Regions from separate parts of the Sus scrofa genome. Here regions 1 and 3 are each linked to region 2. The links are chromatin contacts, called in public HiChIP or PLAC-seq and promoter capture Hi-C maps. All regions are on one chromosome and are shown on one strand. The core of a region is the stretch at or near the end of the contact, and the rest is flanking DNA. Distances in the headings are between cores, read along the strand shown.

The links. Promoter capture Hi-C pulls out the DNA fragments that hold promoters and counts their contacts. HiChIP or PLAC-seq counts read pairs in DNA pulled down with a chosen protein or histone mark.
Region 1: an H3K27ac HiChIP or PLAC-seq map of alveolar macrophages shows a contact between it and region 2. The contact joins the enhancer-like site here to the promoter of UBXN7 in region 2. A contact is called at or near these places in 1 of 5 promoter capture datasets (fetal liver), 4 of 47 Hi-C or Micro-C datasets (fetal heart ventricle, retroperitoneal adipose tissue, skeletal muscle and 1 more) and 1 of 2 datasets of contacts at active chromatin or transcription factors (alveolar macrophages).
Region 3: a promoter capture Hi-C map of fetal liver shows a contact between it and region 2, with 3 times the contacts expected there. The contact joins the promoter of SLC51A here to the promoter of UBXN7 in region 2. A contact is called at or near these places in 1 of 5 promoter capture datasets (fetal liver) and 1 of 2 datasets of contacts at active chromatin or transcription factors (alveolar macrophages).

What each region holds. Positions count from the first base shown.
Region 1 is chr13:133,463,444-133,467,306 of Sscrofa11.1, reverse strand. No RefSeq gene overlaps it. Among named protein-coding and RNA genes, the nearest start is that of NRROS, 31 kb to the left of the region's middle. Within about 2 kb of position 2,541, at least 8 of the 83 cell types and tissues checked have an H3K27ac peak or open chromatin away from gene starts, as enhancers often do. A contact at or near this core is called in alveolar macrophages, where this site is marked.
Region 2 is chr13:133,687,535-133,691,370 of Sscrofa11.1, reverse strand. It overlaps UBXN7 (UBX domain-containing protein 7), which reads right to left and starts at 1,588. Exons shown (of 11, transcript XM_021070161.1): 1 at 1,433-1,588. The coding sequence starts at 1,505. It also overlaps the pseudogene LOC100620593.
Region 3 is chr13:133,867,882-133,871,350 of Sscrofa11.1, reverse strand. It overlaps SLC51A (solute carrier family 51 alpha subunit), which reads left to right and starts at 1,598. Exons shown (of 9, transcript NM_001244266.1): 1 at 1,598-1,851; 2 at 2,449-2,543. The coding sequence starts at 1,814.

The DNA.
Region 1 (3,863 bases), core at 1,292-3,791, 230 kb after region 2:
CTTCCTCCTTTCTGGGCCCAGGACAGGGAACAGCTCTGCCTCTACCGTGTAATTGTACTCTCCCTCGTGGTTTGCCCTGTCCTGCCCACCCCTTTGGAAACAGTCCCTTTAGAAATCCCGCTAGAGTTATCCTTGTTCAAATGCAGTTCCTACATTCACGCCTCTGGCTTCTGCTGGGACCCTGAGTGAGTTGGGTGTTTATGCAGTGATACTGAGGCAGAGGGATTCTGGCACTTGCAGCAGGGAGCCACAGATCTCAAAGAATGCAGGCAGAGGCGTAAAGGCAAATCCCCAGAGACGCTTGTCCCTCTGATTCATTATGGGTGCACATGAGGAAGTGGCTGGACATGAGGGGGCTGGCATACCTCATCGTATTACAAGTGGTGTATTCAAATGTAGCCCAGATTGGAGAGGGAGAAGATTTCAACCTGGGAGGCCTTCTTTCTTTCTTTATTTATTTTTGCTTTTTTTTTTTTTTTTCTTTTTTAGGGCCCCACCCTTGGCACATGGAGGTTCCCAGGCTAGGGGTCCAATCAAAGCTACAGCTGCCGGCCTACACCACAGCCACAGCAACACGGGATCCGAGCCACGTCTGCAAGCTGCACCACAGCTCACGGCCACGCCAGATCCTTAACCTACTGAGCAAGGCCAAGGATTGAACCCGCAACCTCATGGCTTCTAGTCTGATTCGCTTTCGCTGCGCCGTGACGGGAACTCCTGGGAGGCCTTCTTTAAAAGAGTGTGGGTGCTGTGAAGTCATGGGACAAAGGAAACAGACAATGGGTAAGGAAAAGTCTTATAAAGACTAGAAAAAGAAAAAATACTCCTCACGAACCAGTCTCATCTTCTACTCCATCAACAATTACCAAGGCTTTATTTTGGGCTAAATGCTTTCTATCGAATATTTCACTTATTTTGGGAAAACCCTAGGCTGAGAGCAGCACCAGAGTCACAGTAAAAGACATGAGCATTAGGCCGAAGAAGAGAAAGCACTTGAGCAACTTGATCCTCTTTATCAAGTCCACCAAGATTGTCAACCTGTGGCAATCTATAGGCAGCTAGTGGTTACTGAATAGCACACATTTGCTGATCAAATGGCAAACATGGAAAGGTTCATATGGTACATAGATGAGGAAGTCCAAAATATCTGAAGGTCACCCATCTTTCTGAGGCTATTTATTCTAAAGGCAGCCGTGTGGTTTGGCAATAGCTTGGAGGTAATTTATGACAGAAGAATCTCCCTCAGTTCCTTCCTCCTTCAGCTAGGCAGCATCTTCCTGCTCCACAATCAAGATCAAGACAAAAGGCTGGAGTTCCCGCTGTGGTGCCGTGGGTTAAGGATCTGACGTAGCCACAGCTGTAGCTTGGCTGGATCCCTGGCCTGGGAATTTCCGTGTGTCACAGGTGCAGCCAAAAACAAAAAGACAAAAGGCTGATGCGAAAGGATTCCAGTTTTCACCATGATTATAAGGGTTCATTGTGAGTGAGGGCACTGACCAGGAAGATGACCCTCTGCCTGGGGAGGAGACTGTTTCTGGGCTGACCAAGTTTTTCAAATGCAGGACCCAACTTTTATAGATGTCTTTTCTCTGGAAAGAGAGAAAAGGTTAAAACATCCATAGACATAGTACTCACTCAGAGGCATACGAGTTGTGGAGACACTGACCCATTCACTCAAGGACGTCTAGAAGCTCAGGCAGTTCTTTGCCTTAGCCTTCGTTACCAGGAATAGTAGACAGGGGCCAGGTGAGCCCCAGGAAAGGCTGAAAACAGGGCCCTGGATAGTCCAGATGGAATTACACTTCTCAGGGCTCCTTAAAATGTGTCCTTAGTGACTGCTGCCAAGAGCTGCTGCGTCTTTCACTCACATCCTAGCCATGGCTCTTGTTCTAATCGTCCCATCTTCATGGCAGTGCAACGACTGTCCCCAGCGCCTTTTGGCTGTTTTTGGTCCTGTGATTATTCCTCAGGCCCTGAGTCCTGCAATCTCTCCCCTTCCAGAACCCTTCATATGAGAAACACGGACAACGAGGTTCCAAACTTCAGCTGTGTTGAACTCTCATCACTGTGACACACTGAATTTGTAGGAAATGATTCTCTCTCCCCAACACTTCCTTATTTCAAGGGTGTTTGGCTTATAAAGGGCAACATGAAAGAACCATTTTTCATATAACACGCAAAGCAATACTGATACCAGTTGAGTCCGTATCGCAATGATTAATATTTAGTAACTCTAGACAACAGTATCACACATGTTTCTGAAACCGAGAGGAGAAGTTTCTTGCAGAATCTCAAGCACTTTGGAGAAGTGGCCTTAGCAGAATGCATCTTGAAGACAGTCTTTCCCACAGAGCTCCAAAAACGGTGATCAGAGAGGAGGCGCGGAGAAGGTACACAGTCAAGCCAAACTTTAATGGAGATAAACCTGGCTCTAACACTGGAGTGGCCGCAAGAGTCCAACCCCAGGACAACCTCTGAGGCTCCAAGGGGGAAGTGGAGCTGTGTGGGGAGAGCACAGGGAGTGAGGGGGAGGGTCATGCTTTCTGGAGGGTGGGTGTGTTTCTTTCTTTTCCGGCTACTGTTATCAATGTGGTAAGCACATCCCTTCACAGATGCTCTGGAGAGGAAGCCCAGTGCTTCCTGTTGTCTTACCAATGTGGCAAAATGCAAGTGAGAAATAAAGAAGGGGAAAGGTGGGGGGAATGGGAAGCTCCTCCAAGGTGGATCAGAGATGCCAGCCTCTAGGAGGAAGTCCATCTCACCTTCTCCCAGAGAGGCGGCTGGGAGGACCCATCCTCAGCTGCTTCTCAAATCAATCAGGATCCAGAAAATAATCCCTCTCTAGAAGAAGGACATGTCTGAGAGACACTGGAATAGACAGCATAGTTGGAGATCTTAAAAGGAAGGATAAGGAAATATGTCTAGAGGGATACTGCCAAAGAAATAGACTCATCCCCCACTTACTGCCCTTCAAATCCTTCTATTTGTGAGGCTCTACCCCCAAAGTTTTGCAGTGTTGGAAAGAATCATTTAAATATCAGCTTCTGCCTTGTTTTGCTGCTATGAGCTCTTAGCCCTCTATGAGATGCTTGATGAGATTGAGCCGAAATAAAATCCTGGCCCCTGGGGTGAAGCACACAGGTGGTGCCAACAGGTTACCATATATTTACATATTTTCTATTTATAGCACCATAGTCAACATAAATACTGATATTTATTTATTTTTATCATCACACAACTTACCCCTTAAAAGAGCCTCCCCTCGCCTTGCTTTTCAGTGGTCACCTTTTTTCTTCTGTTCTTCAAAAGACCAACTTTATCCCTTTTGAAATTTGGTTTGGCCACATACCTTCCCCATGTCCTCCTCTTAGATAATATTTTTTTGGAGATCTGTGAGAAAGGCTGTTTTCAGACTGAGATTCTGCAGGACACTTACACTTTTCAAGCCAACCCTGAATTTCTTGAGCTAGACTTCTTCAACAACATTATCTCCCTCTGTTGCCCCTATTTCACATCCTACTACATCCTTCCTTTGACAGAAAGATAACAACAAAAATTCCACTTTGATCATAACCGTCATTGAGCAAAGGAAACCCCCTCCAGTTTTTGAATTTTCAAAAAAGATATGTGTTCCCCTTGAAAGGAAAGTCGGCTTTGCATCCTCAACACCACTTCCTACGGTTAGGAAAACAAGCAAGTATTGATGCCTGGTAGGTGGAGACAAAGGCAGAGGCAGGGACATCTTTGTTGCTTGCATCACGCTACATTCTTTTTTAATTTATTTTTTTGCCACATCCAGCTGCATTTCTAAAGATGATGTTTTCTTACTTCTCTCTTCTTTACCAAAAGTTCCAATGGTATTT
Region 2 (3,836 bases), core at 339-2,838:
ATATTTCTAATATAACAGTCCAATCACAATTTTTAAATATTTTAGAAGTTACCATTTTATTCCTCATCCCAATTTTATTACAAATTTTATCACAAATTTTATCAACTTTGACATGATGTTTCATGCCCAAGAGCTAAATAATGCATCAAATATCTAGTTACCGTTACCAAGTAAAAAATAAAACTAGCTTTATAAAATGGCAACTCGCAAACCAGCAATGGTTAAAATATAAAATTTCATTTAACCAATTTTTGCACGTCAAACTCTAGATACATGAAAAGTAAAAAATGTTCTCCGCATCTAACAAACTACCAGAAAAAGTATAGGTCTGCTAAAGAGAGGGAACTAACACTGACCTCCTAAAATGACAAGCTTGAACGGCAAAATTACACTCAGGCACATGGAGTACTCTTTTCTCAAATCACTCCACAGAGAACTTCATCATTTGCTCCGCCCTCTAATAACTCATGCAAAAAAAGTTCAGCACCATCAGAGAGAAGACACAGAGAATTCACAGAATGGCTTGGGGCCTTTCCTCCAGGCAGTAAGAGGATCTGCGTGTGCCTTCGCGGGGGTCCAAAGGAAAAGAAAAACCAGGGGTTTGGGGGACACTGACATCCAGAAACTGATTTTCTCTCAAAGAAGTTTCCGCCGTCATTCCTATTTTATCAACTGGAGGCTCCGGCGCCATCGTCTTAGTCTTTATGATTTTATTATGGGGAGGTGGGAAACGCCACCAAGGGTTCCTCCAGGCCTTTCCTATTCAGGTGGGGGGGGGGTCCCCCTCAATTCCTCTCTTCAAACCTCAGTCTGGAGGGTACTCCTCAGCAACCCCCCACCCCTTTCTGGCGGCCTATCCTCCGAGATCAGTAAAGGCGCTGCTAACGCACCAGCCTCGCCGTTAAGGCGGGAGGGCCCGAACAAGCCACGGCCACAGCGATGGCTTCGAGGGGCCCAGAAAGGGGAAGGGCAGGCCAGGGACTGGGGGAGAATGACCTGGCTGGGGAAGAAAGGAAAAAGGAGGTAAGGGCATGTGCTGCACCCCAGGGCTGCACAGAGAAGAGGAGATGATGAAGGAGGAGGGCGGTGGCCCGGGTGCGGCCCCCCACCTCTCCCGCCCCCAGGTCCTCGGGCCAGCGGGGGCGGATGGGCCCGGCCCATGCCTTGGGTCTGGGCTGAAAGGGGGTGGGGAAGTCTCCCTCTACGCTGCGAGAACACCGAGAACCAGCGCATGGGGTGCGCGGGGGAGGGGAGGCGGTCTCCCGCCTGAACCCAGAGACCCGACGCCGTCGTCGCCTCTTCCTCAGGAGGGAGGACGGGAGCTGAGGGTAAAGCCCTAGGGAGGAATGCTTGAAGGTAAAGGGAAGACCGGGTCAGACCGGCCGCCCGCACCAGGCCCCACTCTCCACCTTCCGGTAACCGCGTCTCTTACCGGTGATGGCGGTAAACTGCTGAATTAACCCCTTCAGCGCCGACGACGCCGCGGAGCCCCCGTGGGCAGCCATCTTACCGCCGCCGCCGCTGCCGCCGAACAACAACACAGACACACACGGAACGCCCTCCCCCACCTCGCCGCACGGTTTGCGCAGACTCATTGACCGCCCCCAAGCTCCGCCCCTCACGCCCCGCCCCCCTCCCTGGACAGTCAGCGCAGGCGCACTTCCAGATGGGTCCCGGAGCGCTGTCCGCTCTCCGGGTTGGCTGTTCGATTGCTGCCTGCCGCCGCATCCTTCTTTACAACTTCTGGTGCCTTCCTCTTAAAGCTCCAAGGCCAGTCTGATAGACACGATATCCGTTACGGGTTTCCTAAGTAAGCTTCGGGCTTGGTAGGTAATAGGCTCTTCACGTTTCAGTTTCACAAGCTTTATTGATAGACCTGAGGATGAAAGTTTATTTTTGTTTTTTTGCAACTCCATAGCCCTCTGTTAGGTTTCCTGCAACTCCCATCAAAGTACAGATCCGGAGTTCCCTCGTGGCTCAGCGGAAACGAATCCAAATAGGAACCATGAGGTTGAGGGTTCGATCCATGGCCTTGCTCAGTGGGTTAAGGATCCAGCGTTGCCTAGAGCTGTACTGTAGGTCACAGACTCGGCTCGGATCTGGCGTTGCTGTGGTGTAAGCCGGCAGCTGTAGCTGCAATTAGACCCCTAGCCTGGGAACTTCCATATGCCGTATCCCCTAAAAAAAAAAAAAAAAAAAAAAAAAAAAAAAAGTATATTCGCATCTGGTCATCCTCCACCTTAAGAATAAAGTTAAAGAGGAGTTCCCTGGTGGCACAGTGGGTTAAGGATCTGGTGTTGTCACTGCTGTGGCTCCTGTCGGGCAGGATTTTCCTTAGGCCACCAGTGTGGCTTAAAAGAATAAAGTTAAAGAAACTCAATTTCAATTCTAGCCTCCCATGCACATTTATTGCCTCTACATAGAGAAATAGCCCAATAAAAGGTGGAACAAGTCATCTGGAGAATTGACCCTTCTAAGAGTCTGTAAATGCGTTTTTGGGGTGAATTTTTAAAAAATAACCAAGTCGTTGGAGTTCCCTTTGTGGCACAGTGGAAACGAATCCAACTAGGAACCACGAGGTTGCTGCTCAGATCCTGTGTTGCTGTGTCTGTGCTGTAGGCCAGCAGCTGTAACTCTAATTCCACCCCTAGCCTGGGAACCTCCATATGCTGTAGGTGCGGCCCTACAAAGCAAAATAATAATAATAATAATAACCAAGTTGGACTGCTGCTGCTACTTTCTTATCTCCAGTACCTGACCCCTCCCAGGACCCATGATGCCAAGGTGATGCCAAGGCAGCTGCAAGGGGTGAGGAACAGGCTTGAGCCCCACGAGAGCCCAGGGCTCACTCTTTTTGGGTCTCCCGGTCCACCCCACCTGAAGAAATAAGTGGTGAATTAGCCCCAAGTAAAAGCACAGTGTATATATCCAACTTGCCCTTTTCCCTGACAAACAATGACTTATATTGGATATCTTCCAGGTATGACAAAGTTGTAAAGGTTACTATAATGAAAGGTAAAGATACCGGGAAGAGTAAAGGGGTTGCATTTATTTTATTTTTGGATAAAGACTCTGCACAAAATTGTACCAGGGCGATAAACAACAAAACAATTATTTGGTAGAGTAATAAAAGCAAGCATTGCTATTGACAGTGGAAGAGCAGCTGAGTTCATCCAAAGACAAAACTTCTTTGATAAATCCAAGTGTTATGAATGTGGGGAAAGTGAACACTTAAGTTATGCCTTCCTAAAAATATACTTGGAGAACGTGAACCTGCAAAGAAGAAAAAGAAAAAGACAGAAAATTCCTGAACCAGAAGAAGAAACTGAAGAAGCAGAAGAAAGTGATGATGAAGGGGAAGATCCCACTCTGGACAGCCTCAGCTAGGCCATAGCTTTCCAGCAAGCCAAAACTGAAGAAGGCCAAAAAAAGAAAAAAAAGGCAGAAACCCAGTTCGGGGGGGTGGGGGGGTGTCCCTCAACGTCAGATGATTCAAGACGTCCAAGGATAAAGAAAAGCATGTACTTCAGTGATGAGGAGGAGCTTAGTGATTAAAATTATATTTATTATGTAAATATCATTTAAAAATTTTAAAGGGTGGAATACCAAGTTTGGTTGAGATGAAGGATTGCTTTTAGAATTTGAACATCAGAACCCTTAGTACCAAAGAGGTTTTTTTTACTTTAAAATGGTTTGTAGGAAGTTGAAAAGTAATTTAAAGTATCATGTTTCTATCTTGCATCAAGATTTGCTAATAACCATTAATCTTGAAAACAGTTCGTTTGAATAAAAAAGAAAACTTAAAATGAAAAACAAACAAACAACTTGGGAGTTCC
Region 3 (3,469 bases), core at 349-2,848, 180 kb before region 2:
GCCCAGCTGCAGGAACATGAGCATCAGCTAGCAGCCTTCCCTTTCCGACTCCCTCTAGCCCATCGGCCCTCCTCCCCTGCCTCCCCGACCCCCACTTCTGGCCAGAAGTTTTGGAGAACACCCTCAGCTCCCTGTGTTCTGCTCTAGGGAAGTCTAAAGTTCAAGGCTCTGGGCGATTAAACGCAAGGCCTCTCACCAGGCCAGAGATGAATGACCTGGGGAGTGTTCCTGTGGAAATGGTTTGAGGAAGCTGAGTCAGCCTATGTCTTCGCTAGGGCAGGACCCAGGCGACTGACCCCCTGGAGGTTAGTGCCCTTGTCTTACTCGTTGCACCCTCACCTCCACCTTAGGAGGTCATTGACCCCCTGAGATTCCTGGGTCACTCTCCTGGGTCTCTCCTTCCCAGAGAACTGTACTTTAGGAGGGGGGAGATAGTTTGAGGTGCTTTGGGACAGGAGTATGGAGTCCCCTTGGTACCAGTAACTCCGTAACTGCTCCCTCTGACTGTATTTACTCACCAACCCAGAACCGGGCAAACTCCTCTGCCTTCCCAGAACTTCTCCCTTGACTCTCTCATGGGCCCTTTTTAAATTTTTTTTCCATTTTTTCATGGGCCCTTAAAAAAAAAAAAAAAAACAAACCCAAACTATTAGAAACTTCATCTGAACCTCCACAGATCTCCTAACCCAGGTCCCTTCTGCTTCTGTTCACACCTCCATGGCTTTCTATTCAACCTGGTGTCATAACTTCTCTGAGCCTCAGTTTCCTTATCTGTAACATGGAAATAAAGATAGCATCTACCTTCTAAGAGTAGTTGTAAGGTTTAAATGAGATAAGAGGCAGACGGCATTTCCTACAGCACCTGGGGCACCATAAACTCAATAGATATTAGCTGCTGTGGCTGTGAGTTTATTATTGTATCAGTCATGCAACCAATTCTAAGAAGCATTTAGTATGTGTGAGGTCCTGTGCTGGGAACCTAGGGGTACCATGCTTGGCCTCAAATAGGTTTAAATCTATTTGGAGAGAGAAGAGAAAGCATCAGTCAATACAATCGTTCGTAAGCATACAGTGTGTCTTTTTCAGAATCTATCAAAATGCCCAGCAATCTCACTCAGCAACTCTGCCTCTTAAATACAATACGTCTCCCCCCACCCCCGGACCCCTACCCCATTTGCTGCATCTTTGGGGGCTGTTGGGCTGGATAAGCCTGTCATCAGGACGTTGTGAGCCGGGGTTTGGGAAACCTCCATGGACCTCGTCTGGATTATCCAGCTGGACCTCCCTTCCACACATCAAGCCAACAGCACCAGTACAGTCAAGGCTTCGGCCTCGACTCATCCATCTCCTGGGGGACAGAGCCTGAGTTCCAGCCAGGTTCTGAGGGGAGGGGGTTGCTAACCAAGTGGGGACTGCGGGAAGGATCAAGGATTTTGCCTCTACCACCGCCCTAGAAGGTTCCTCGTGGGGGGATGAAGAATGAGGGTGGGCTGGGGGCAAGGGGCGGCCAAAGGCATGCGTAGGAGGGAGGAGGCGGAGCCACACCTAAGGACAGGGAGGAGTCAGGAGCCAGGGAACCTAGCCAGCTGAGGGGATCAAATTCCTCTAGGGTGAACTCTGAGATAGGAACTTGTGGGCACGGGAGGCCAGAGGTGGGACGGAGCCAGAAGGAAAGACCCAGCCACTCCACCTTCCCACAGCCCAGTCCCGCCGGCAGCAGGGCCGGCAGAGCTGCCTCCCTCAGGGGCCCGACCTGCCCGCCCCTCCTTCACTCTTGGTGCCTGCCTGGAAAGCCAGAGAGGGAACGAAGACAATGGATCCAGACAGGACTCAGATAAAGCTTGACCCCAGGTGAGTGAGGGTGGCAGGCTCTGAGCCAGGAGCCTGTTGCTAAGCAGCGGGGGCCCCTATCCCTCTGGCCTGGCCCTCCCCGCCTCCCAGGGCCCTTTGGCTGCCAGCACACAGAATGAGACAGGACTGATAATGGTCTAGCTGTCCCGGAAGGCCAGTGTGTGACCCCTCAGAACCTTGGCTTTGTCCCCCAACCAGGGAGAAAAAGATCTCAGAGGTGGGGGTGATGGGGGGCATGCCCAGAGCCCTGACCATCTGGGGACCCATTCCTGGTAGTATTTCTGAGCACTAGTTCTCTGGGACCCTGCTCTTTCTCCTTAGCAAATCCTTGGGCTGCTACCCCAGTGGCAGTGGAGAAAATGGTCTGTGGGCTTTCTGAGGACTGCAGCCAGGCCTGTTCTTGGCCCAGGCGGCAGCCTGCCTTATACATCATCCTGGGCTGATTCTCCATTCCCTCCAAGAATCAGGGACTTGAGGGGAAATGGACAAGTTCCCTGAACCCAGGAGTGTTTGAGGGACTGTCGTTTTGTGTCTCCTCCGCTACCTTCCCCTCTCCCCCAGTCCCCACATTCTGAACACAGGCTGGTGTCTCTCCAGGTACACGGCGGATCTTCTGAAGATATTGGAAGTCAATTACAGCATCCCCTCCGTCTGCTTCACTTACCCTCCCACTGCATATCAGCTTCTGAGAGGTGAGTCAGGGACCCTCCCCAGAGGGAACTGAAAGGAGGAAAAACGGAGCATCCCAGTGGAGAGTCAGGATAGCTGAGAAGACCTGAGGAGAGCTGGTCCTGAGCGGGCCAGCCGGGAGGGCCTGGGAGGATGGCTGGCCCAGTGTCTGTCTATCATGATAAAAACCTGGGAGAAGAACAACTCCTCAAGGAGCAAAAGGCCAAAAGAGGGCCGTGACATCCTGGCCTGGAGACAAACCTGCACGTGGAGCATCCCCAGTTCAAATTGGAGACACTGGCCTGTAATATTTTTCAGACCTCAGGGGCACCCAGGGACTTGAGTTGACGCCCAAATGATCCAAGCCTCATAGAATCCTCTTGGAGCCCACACAACAGCCTCCTTAGGAAAGGATCTATGTCATTTTATAGGGGTTATTATGGGCACTGTCCTGAAAACGAAGGTGAACCCGTAACATGATTGACCGTGTTGGCCACTAGATCTTGTTACTGTTGAAAGTGAAAGGCAGAGGAAGGCACTCTGCTTATTCCCTGGACACCTAAAACTTGACAATCCAATGAGCCTGGCTTCTTGATAGCAAATGTAGCTCGTGTTCACAGTTCGTATTGTTTTCCTACTGCATGACTACCTACCTCCTAGACGTTGATGATAAGAGTCAGTCTCTGTGGTACCCTTAACGCTCTACCCAGCCTCCTTCCTGATGTGATCACCTCTTCCTGGACAGCAGGATGTGGTCAGTGTGCACTAGGAGGGAGACATGGCTATGTCCTTGGCTAGTATTCAGCCTCATTTCAGACGCTCTGAACCAGAGGGTGTCCAGAGAGGCTTTATAACGGCTTGGTGGTTCATGCCAGTAGGCAGATGCTAGATCCAGCAGGGACCTCTAGCTCAGAGAGTGCATCTGGTGGTACAAGTCTTCCCTCACACC